Linked DNA regions of Mus musculus: region 2 is linked to region 1. Evidence: chromatin contacts called from public promoter capture Hi-C data. All regions are on one chromosome and are shown on one strand. The core of a region is the stretch at or near the end of the contact, and the rest is flanking DNA. Distances in the headings are between cores, read along the strand shown.

Region 1 (4,645 bases), core at 2,146-4,645:
CACTCTGAATTGGCCTAACTTACCCACAGAACAGAAGCCAGGAAATTCAAGGGTAGAGGCTCTCATGGTTAGCCCTTTTCCTTTTGGGCATCAGCCAAGAAAGTGGACAGGTAATAATAATAATCATGGTAGCTGTATTTGTTTGGCAAGGGGAAACTATATTGCAATTTTCAAACTCAGCTAGAGCAGCCTTTCCCACTCCCTGGTGTTTTGGTCACCGTGTTCCAGCACTGACTTTCTGTTGAGACAATGTATCCTTTGTCCTCAGGTGACTAAGAGTCGGTTCTCATCAGCCTCTGTTGCCAGCCCACCAAACCTCTCCTCACAGGGACTGACACAGAGGCCACCTCCTGCTCTATGATGTAAGGCTACCTGGACCTTGTTCCCTCTGGTGTTCCTCTGTCGCCTTTGCTGGGCATCCTAAGGCTTTATCACTTCCCTGGGTATCACCACCCTTCGGTCTCACTGACCTAAGCAGATCCAGCCAGCTCTCTTGGCACTGCCCACCCCGTCCCAGGCCACTCATTTCTCCAACCTCTCCCCCAGCTTTCATCTTGAACAAAGCTTCTGAACTTAAAAGCCCATAATTCCTTGTCTCCCCCACCCTTCTGATTCCGTTCCCCCATGGTGGGGACACACTGGCGTCACTTACAGTGACATTACCGGGCCCCTCAGCATAGCCAATCAGACCCCTGGCACAGCTCTCCCCATGGCCCCCTCGCGCATGCGCAGCTGGAGCTGGCTGAGACTTTGGACAGCCTCCAGGCTATCACTTCATGATCTAAAGAGTTCAAACTGAGGCTCAGAGAGACTCGGGGATCAGTACAAAGTTAAAGGGAATCTTGAAGAAGACTCGGGCCTCCTGTGGCTTATGCCCTGAATTACTTGGGGACAGGCCAGTGTTTCCTAGTCACTTGCGTTCCTCAGTTAAGAGCATCGCCTGTGACCAGCAGACTCATTGATCTTCTTGGGAGCATCTCTTACTGTGACAGCAGTGTAAAAACCACAGAAAGCTGCACCAGGTTAACATAGGACAAAAAGCTAGTGGGCAGGGAAGTCTGGAGCCCTTCCCCACCTGGCTTCATCTAACAAACAGAACATGTACTCCTATATGTTGAGTCTCTGAGGTACAAACATGAAAGGGGATGCTATGGAAATGTCTTAGAACGACTAATTCCTTTTAGTCCAATGTTTTTGGGGCTTACTAGCCCACTCTTATTCCTGGACCAGTTTGCCCTTTTTACATAAATGGTCTCTATGTCTGTTTCTAGTCACATGTCCCTGGTGCAACCTTCTGCCTTGGGACACAAGATCTTGGATCTGGTGCCCTGTAGAGGGCAAAAGCCATATGCTTACAGATGGCAATAGAGAATTCAGAACTGTTAAACATGCAGGCTTTCCTCATCAACCGAAGGGGTGTGCATGGTTGTTTTCCATCCAGAATGCTGGGAATAGATGTGTTAAGTACATTGTAACATTTATTATCTGTAGAGCGAGGCCTCACCCAAATAACTCACTCTTATGAAAGAGGCCCCATGTACTTTGTAAAAGAGTTTGCTATTATGCTTATTGCAAACCTTCCTCCTCAGACTCTTCTCCCCTGTTGTTTCTCAGGCAATTGAAGGTATTCTTGTGGAAGAGGTCACAGCTACTTTGTAAAAGACATGAGCTTTACAACGGCCTTTAGATGTAGTTATGCCTTAAGCTTTGTTGTGTTAACTGTCAGGAGGAAACTTTCCCCAAAGTTCTAACTGGTCCAGGAACTGTGTTTAAATAGACCAAAAATAAACTGCTTAGGGTCGGACTCTAGAAGGTTGAACCAGCCCAGCTAACTAAGTCATGTTGAGGTAGGTTTTCTTCTTACTGCTTGTGGTTCATTCCACTGGTGGCAGTAGAGCTTGCAGGAACCCCATAGAACCTTATGAATTCAGATCCACAGCCATTTTTCTTTTTCCTTCTCCTGGTCTGTTTTTCAGATGCCAGGCAAAAACCTAAATATGCTTGCTTCACCACTCACTGTTTCTCTGACCCTCATACTTAACTTACACTTGACTTTCCATCTCCCTCCTCTGGCAGATGTCAGGATACACACACAGACACACAGACACACAGACACACAGACACACACACACACACACACACACACACATATATATATATATATATATACACATACACATATACATATTTATATATATACATATATGTATATAATATTATATATATTTTTTAACCTTACCTGCCATGTTGTTTTTCTCCCAAATTATAATAAAATTGTTCTCAGGCTTCCTTTTGTGTCTATTTAAATTCTTTATTAACAAGACCATTGACCCAAAAAGGGAACCTTGATTTCTCCCAATGACAATAAGAATCTCTGCCAAAATTTGCACTAAGTTTTGTCTCCCCCAAATGATGCTCCTCCCAGAGCATCAGAGAGTAGCCTTATTTGGAAATGGGGTTTATGCAGGTGTAATCAGCTAAGATAAATTCATACAGGATTGCTATGGACCTTAGTCTGATGCTTGATGGCCTTCTAAGGAAACAGAGATGTAGACAGAGGGGAAGCCAACCATGGAAGAGTAGGGGGGACACGGACACTGCATGTAAAAGCCAAGTTGGACAAGCAGGGGCACTGACCTGAAGAAACTAGGGCAGAGGCCAGCAGTCTTCCATGATCCTTTCACACCTGGATTTCAGGCCTCTGGCCTCCAGAAGGATGAGAGAATGCATTTTTGTTCCTCTAAGCCATCTGGATTATAGTTGTTTTACTTTGTTTTAATTATGGAAGTCACAGGAATGAATATATAGTTCACCTTAGAGGATCTCTCTGGTATTCAGAGAAAAGCGCCTGCCCTGTGCATTTCCTGCCTCTCTGTTCATGGCTGCCTGCCAACTAGGCTTTCCTCCTTAAACTAAAGGGGCAAACCCTTGCTTCTGTCTAGGTGTCCCCAAATGGCCCCATTTTGGGGTTCTCTCTCATGCCTGTTTAGTGTAGATGCTTCTATGAGCTATACAGTAGTCCTCTTTATTGGAAATTCCACTTTCTTGTCCTCACAATACTGGGCTCTTTGTGGGCAGGGGCTGTGGCTCTCCTGTTGTGTCCAGTACAGGATCTAGAGCCAGGGACTGGGGCAAACCTTCCTGGGTTGCATTCATCTGTTCATGTTGAGGCTACACACGCTGAAGCTGGACTTTGGGGCCAGCAGCCATCTCAGGCTCAGTCTGGATTTGTGTTGGGAACCCCCTTTGCTCCAAAGTGTCCCTTTAAAGACAGTAAAGAGGTTTTCTGAGGGCCTAGAAGTCCTAAGCCCATTGGCTAGACCTTCTGGGAGAACTGGGGGCCAATTTGCATAAAAATGAAGGCTGGCTTCATTGAAATTCTCCTCATCTTGAATGCAGCGGAAAAACCAGGAAGAAAAGGAAAGTTTTAGTCCTGAGCAATTTACTGCCTAGGAACATTCTGAGCTTCTGAAAACAGAGAGGAAATGGGGCCCTCCGGGTCACTTCAGGCACCGCCCACCTCAGCCCCATGCCCGCCCCCCGCTGCCCCCTCAAGGCCAGCCTCTCACTGTGGGAGACCGCACTGTCTTCGGTGAATGCACACAGCAGATGCCACGCGGTTCTGAAGCAGGATACTGCTGTCTGTCCAGGGACTCCAACATGCCTGACAGCAGAGATGATCAGCAGCAGGGGGCCAGCTTGGGGACCTCCCAAGACAACTCGCAAACCAGGTGGGTTCAGTGCTCCAAGGTCAGCACGTGGGGCTTGGGGCTCCATATCACGATGTGATGCTGGAGGACCTGAAGCAAGCTGCCCCTCTTTCTGAGTCTCGGTTTCTTCGCCAGATCTCTGTGAAGGAAAAAGAGCAGGGCAGGGACATTTATCCTTCGGAGTGTGATTCAGTGTGTCTGTTCCTCTGTTGGCCGTTAGAGATTCAACTGAGGTACAAGTCACATTGGTATTAAGAAAGACTTTTTTTTCAGTCAGCAAGCACGTTCCTTTGTCTCCCCATGGTTGGAGGTGACCTGGTATATGGTAGGAGCGGGCAGGCAATGACCGAAAAGTTCGAGGGAGCACCCATGGTTTCCATTCCAGCCTGCTATGACCTTGGAAAGTCTCTGGCCCTCTCTGTCCGTACCTGAACAGAGATTGAGGTTATCTCTGATATGGAGGAACTGCATTTGTGTCCCATAAGAGAGCAAGAACAGAAGAGTGGAAGATAGGGCTCAGAGAGAGCAGTGTGCTAAACAGCTGGGCTGTCTACAGGGTAGGTCAAGGACAAGGAATCTGCAAGGTTTGAAAACGCTCAAGAACATGACCACTGTCCTTGTAAGGACTATGTGGGAAGAGGTGTGACAGATGAGAAGACATGTTAATGTGCCCCATTAGGTCCCCTGGACAAACTCATCAGGAGAGTGGGCTGCTGTTTACCTAGAAACAGTATCCCTTCCCCCTGTATGGATGGCAAGTGTAGGGGAGCAACTGTGGCCCTGAACAATTCTATGCTCTTGGCATAGGAAGGCCTGGGCCCTGGAGGTTCTGGGTCTATTCTGGGTAGCATCACTCATGATGTCATGAGGTCAGTGAGCAGGGGCCATCCCGACATCCCAGGTGATATTTCCAGATGTCTGGAAAGTTCAGCTCT
Region 2 (4,212 bases), core at 740-3,239, 2.2 Mb before region 1:
CTGCTGGCCTTTCTATTTCAACACCCCGTTACACCCACCTCCTGCTCTTGTCCAGGCTGAGGACCGCAGACAGGAGTCAGACTCCCTTCCCACCCTTCAAGGCTTGACTCAAGGACGACGGCTGGCCCCTCTGTCCCACCCATCTCATTTCTGATTTCCTGTGCATTTTCACCTGGATCTTTCCACACACAATTAGAAACCGCTCTTTGAATTTTACCTTACTTCACTATATCTCCTGAATTAACACAAGTCCTCTCCCCTCCTTCTCTTCCTCCTCCCCATCTCCTCTCCTCCTTTCTTCCCCTGCCCCTTTTATCCTCCGACCCCCACTTGTTTTGGAGGCAGGGTCTCACTCTAGCTGAGGCCAATCTGAGACTCATTCTGCAGCCCAGGCTGGCCTTGAACCTACAGTGCAACCAATCCCCTTCCTCCGACCTCCTCAGTACTGACATTACAGGCATGCATGGCCACACCCTGACGCAGCCCGCCCATCTTTGTGTTGTTCTAGCATCATGTCTCTCATTGCCAGAGCTAAGATGGTGTCTAAAAATTGCTCCCGGTTGAAGCCCAAGCAGGTAGGGCCTGCAGGGAACCATCTCTTGGTTGGAAATGCCCAGCTACCTCAGTGTTCCCTCCTCACATCCCTCATGTCTGTTCATCTCCGGGACTGTGAGATTTTAGGAAAGGCAGTCTGAGCAGTGAGGATGAGGAGCCCAGATCTAGCTGGAGTCACCTTAGTGAGGGGTCCTTCCCTGACTCACTTCCCTTCTGGGTGCCTCGTGATAGCCTTCTTTAGAGCTGGTCTCCTCCGTCTGACGGGGAGAAGGGTGTGGTCCGGGCCCCTGGAAGGGAGACTCAAGTTCCTTCTCTGCTTTAAGTTGCTCTTGGAAATGGTCCTGAAAGATGTAGGCTGACTGCCTGATTCATACATTGGTAGTAATGACAGATGGGGCCCCGAGGCCACAGATCTCATGGTCTAACCAGACCTCATCTCCAGGAAAGGAAGAGCGTTGTACTGCTAGGGTTCCTGGGATTGTGACAATTGTGACAGACAAGATGCCCACCAAGGTGCTCTTCACTCAGGCTCTGCTGGTCAGACACCAGAGCTAGAGACAGGGGGTGTGGCCTGGTTTGTCCCAGGGCTATCAGAGAGATATCTGAGGGGTGGCAGCCTTGCCTCTGGGCCCTGGAGAGTGGGTGGTCTTGTCTGTCACCAGCCAGGTCCTCTCAGTGAGGAGAGCAGACACGAGGGAAAGAAGGTATACGGGCCGATGGAGGTAGGGACAGAAGCCAGCTAGCCAGCCCTGGGAACAAAAAGAGAGTATGGAAGCCAGAGGCAGTTAGAGGAGGCCGTGGCAGAGGTGTGCTGGGCACACACAGGGTGGGGCATTGTGCCTCCTCTCCGAGTCTCACTTCACAGCACCCCCACTTCTGGCTCAGAGTATCTGTGGTCAGGATGCACACTTAATGCTGCCTCTGGGTATACTTTGATAGCCACTGTGGTCACTCAAACCTGTATGGCAAAGAGAATGGATAGCATCGAGGTGGCTAAGTGTCCCAGACAACCTGGGTGGGCAGAGCCACACCCTTGGCAATCTGACTCCAGGGGTCCCTTTTCAGAGTCTGACTTTCTAGGGTCAGGAAAACCAGACAATCTTGGATACCCGGAGTTCCCATTAACAGAGATCACAGCTTTCCTTCCAGACCCTCAGCCTGGGGAAGAAGTATAGGCCCTTGGACTCTTGATCAGGGACCATGAGTGCAGTCCCCATATAGATCCTTTAGGCAGGGGCAGGGTCTCAGTCCCTCACTCACCAGGAGCTGTAGATCTGACCAACAAGGCCAAGGTAAGAGCCAAGGCCAGGGCTGGAGCTGACAGCGGGTGTCCCGGGCCGAGAAGCATCGCGGCGGGGCTGGGTGCCTGGACTTGTAAGGCGAAGGAACAGAGCGTGCTGAATCTGGACAGCACCGAGTCGCAAGTCGCAAGTCGCAATTCAAGTCCAAAGTCGAGGGAGCAGGGCTCCTCGCACGGGCTAGGGCGCAAGGGCTGTCCAGTACTTAACTCCGGGGGCGGGGCAGGCGCCAGACCCGCGCTTAGATTTCGGGCGGGGGCTCCCTCTGTCTGCTCCCACCTCCAACTTTCTTAAAGGGGCCGTGCTGGGCTCTTGCTCCTGGTTAGGATTGAAGGACCTTTCCTGCCAAGGCAGACCCATGCCCCATTTTAAGGGTTTGGGACAATGTCTCTTAAGTCTTTAGACCCCCAGAACTCTGTGGACAGGATCTCTTGAGAACGGGAAATAAAAGTGAGAGCTGCCAGCCCTCTTCTGCCCTTGCGGTGATGTAGGGGTTTAGGTGCCTTCAAGGTCACAGGTCCCCGAGGATTCCACTAAAGCAGACCGCTAGGCAGGGCTCTGGGTTTGCCCTTCTCTTTCCACAGACTGTACATTCTCTGCCTGTAAAGACAAGAGGTCTGGATCTTGTGGTGCAGAAGCTCAGCCCTGTGGTAACACATGCTTCAAAACAACCCTGCAAGGTAGGGGCTGAGCACCCTTCCCTTCATTTTGTGGAGGAGGAGCCCAGCTCAGAATCCAAGGTCAAAGGTAGTGCCTGGCCATTTCCTGCCAGGATCCCAGGCCTCCTGACCCCCAAATCTTGGTGTTTTCACTTGCCCCACCACCTCCTGGAAATCTGGCCCTGGATTTAGCTCCTACCTAACAGCTTCAGGCTGGGGCCTTCTCCTCCTGGCTCCTTCCCAGGCAAGAGCCTGCCTAGTCCCAACCAGGAGCTGGAAAAAGCAGAGTTACTGTGGCTTTTCCCCGTGCCTGTGTTTGGCCAGCCCCAGCTGCATTGGGACCTGGCCTGGGTTTTTTCTAGGAGACGCATAGAGGAACACTCCCGTTCCTCTCTTCTTTCACGCATATCCCTCCACTGGGCTCCCTGCTGTGCCCACGTTCCACTGTGCACCCTCTTTCCAATCCTTACCCCTGAGCAGCAACAATCATAGCACAAGTCCAGCGTCTCATGACTTCTGATAGAACCGAGCCCCATTTCGATAGAGAAACTGAGGCTGAGAGGGATTAAAGGGCCTGGGTGAGTTGATCCAGGCGAGGGCAAGCCGAATCATTGAGCCCATGCTCTGTGCTCTTACTACCATGCCTGGTCTGATGTGTTCTTGATCCCAATTCTCCTACTTGACTGGCCTTTAACTACTCCTTTTTTTCCTGTGGTTCAGTTTTTCACTTACAAGTTTGAATTTATAAGCATTAAGTGTTTTAATATGTCTCAAATGCCTACCTTAGGGCCTGGCATACAGTAGGTGTTCAACTCATATCGCCTTTTCTTCTTCCTCTCTCATTCTGCACATCCCAGTACTTCACGGTTTGTATACAACTACTGCACATCCTCCCCTTGATGGAGGGTCTTCTGTGAACCTTTGACTTTCCCCTCCGTAGGCAGTTGCATACAGTAGGTGTTCAATAAGTACCTGTTAAGGTGGACTAAGAAGCTGATTGTTGCTATTCTATGGGGACTTAGACAGACTTAGGAACTATCCAGGCACCCTGGGGAACCTGACACAGTGAGCCTATGCCTTGTTTCTTGTTTTCCTTCTTCTGAGTCAGCACAACACTTGGTCCTCATTAAGGGCCAATTACTGTCCAAATATGGATCCAGGGTTTGGGAGGGGAGGCTTCTTGGAAGGTTGGGGAAGAAGAGTTCTCTCTTTAAGAATGAGAGGGAGGGGAAATGTTTGTCTTTTTATGAATTGGGAACTAGAGAGGAGACGTGCACCATCCCATACCGCCCATCTTCTGGCATCTTGCTCGGCCCCTACCCACAGATTTATTTGCCCACCACCACCAGGAATCACTTCTCTGTCTGGGGAGCCTCCAGACTAGTAGCTGCAGCCCAGCCCACAGCTGAGATTTAAGACAGGATGAGCTCAGAGCCTCCCCAGCCTTGCTGCCCGTGGGGTTGAGAAACAGACCTAGAAAAAGAATACAACAAGCACTGTGTTCATGACCCAGCTTGTGCATCTCTGCCGGGGTTTCCCAGTCTGTAAAACATTTACCAGGGGGAATGCCTAGGTGGCAGAACACTTGCCTAGCATGCACAAGGCCCTGGATTCACTCTCTAGCACTGGATCTGGGGAAGGGTTGGAGTAGGATGGGGATGTAGCTCAGTTGATAGAGTGCCTGCTGAGCATCAAAAAGC

Evidence for each region. Promoter capture Hi-C pulls out the DNA fragments that hold promoters and counts their contacts.
Region 2: a promoter capture Hi-C map of liver shows a contact between it and region 1, with 3 times the contacts expected there. The contact joins the promoter of Cspg4 here to the promoter of Acsbg1 in region 1. A contact is called at or near these places in 2 of 39 promoter capture datasets (embryonic stem cells and liver).

Annotation. Positions count from the first base shown.
Region 1 is chr9:54,660,635-54,665,279 of GRCm38.p6, reverse strand. It overlaps Acsbg1 (acyl-CoA synthetase bubblegum family member 1), which reads left to right and starts at 3,395. Exons shown (of 14, transcript NM_053178.2): 1 at 3,395-3,731. The coding sequence starts at 3,610. It overlaps Gm39341 (a long non-coding RNA gene), which reads left to right. Exons shown (of 3, transcript XR_870774.2): 3 at 269-932.
Region 2 is chr9:56,862,881-56,867,092 of GRCm38.p6, reverse strand. Cspg4 (chondroitin sulfate proteoglycan 4) reads right to left here and starts at 1,989. Exons shown (of 10, transcript NM_139001.2): 1 at 1,816-1,989. The coding sequence starts at 1,903.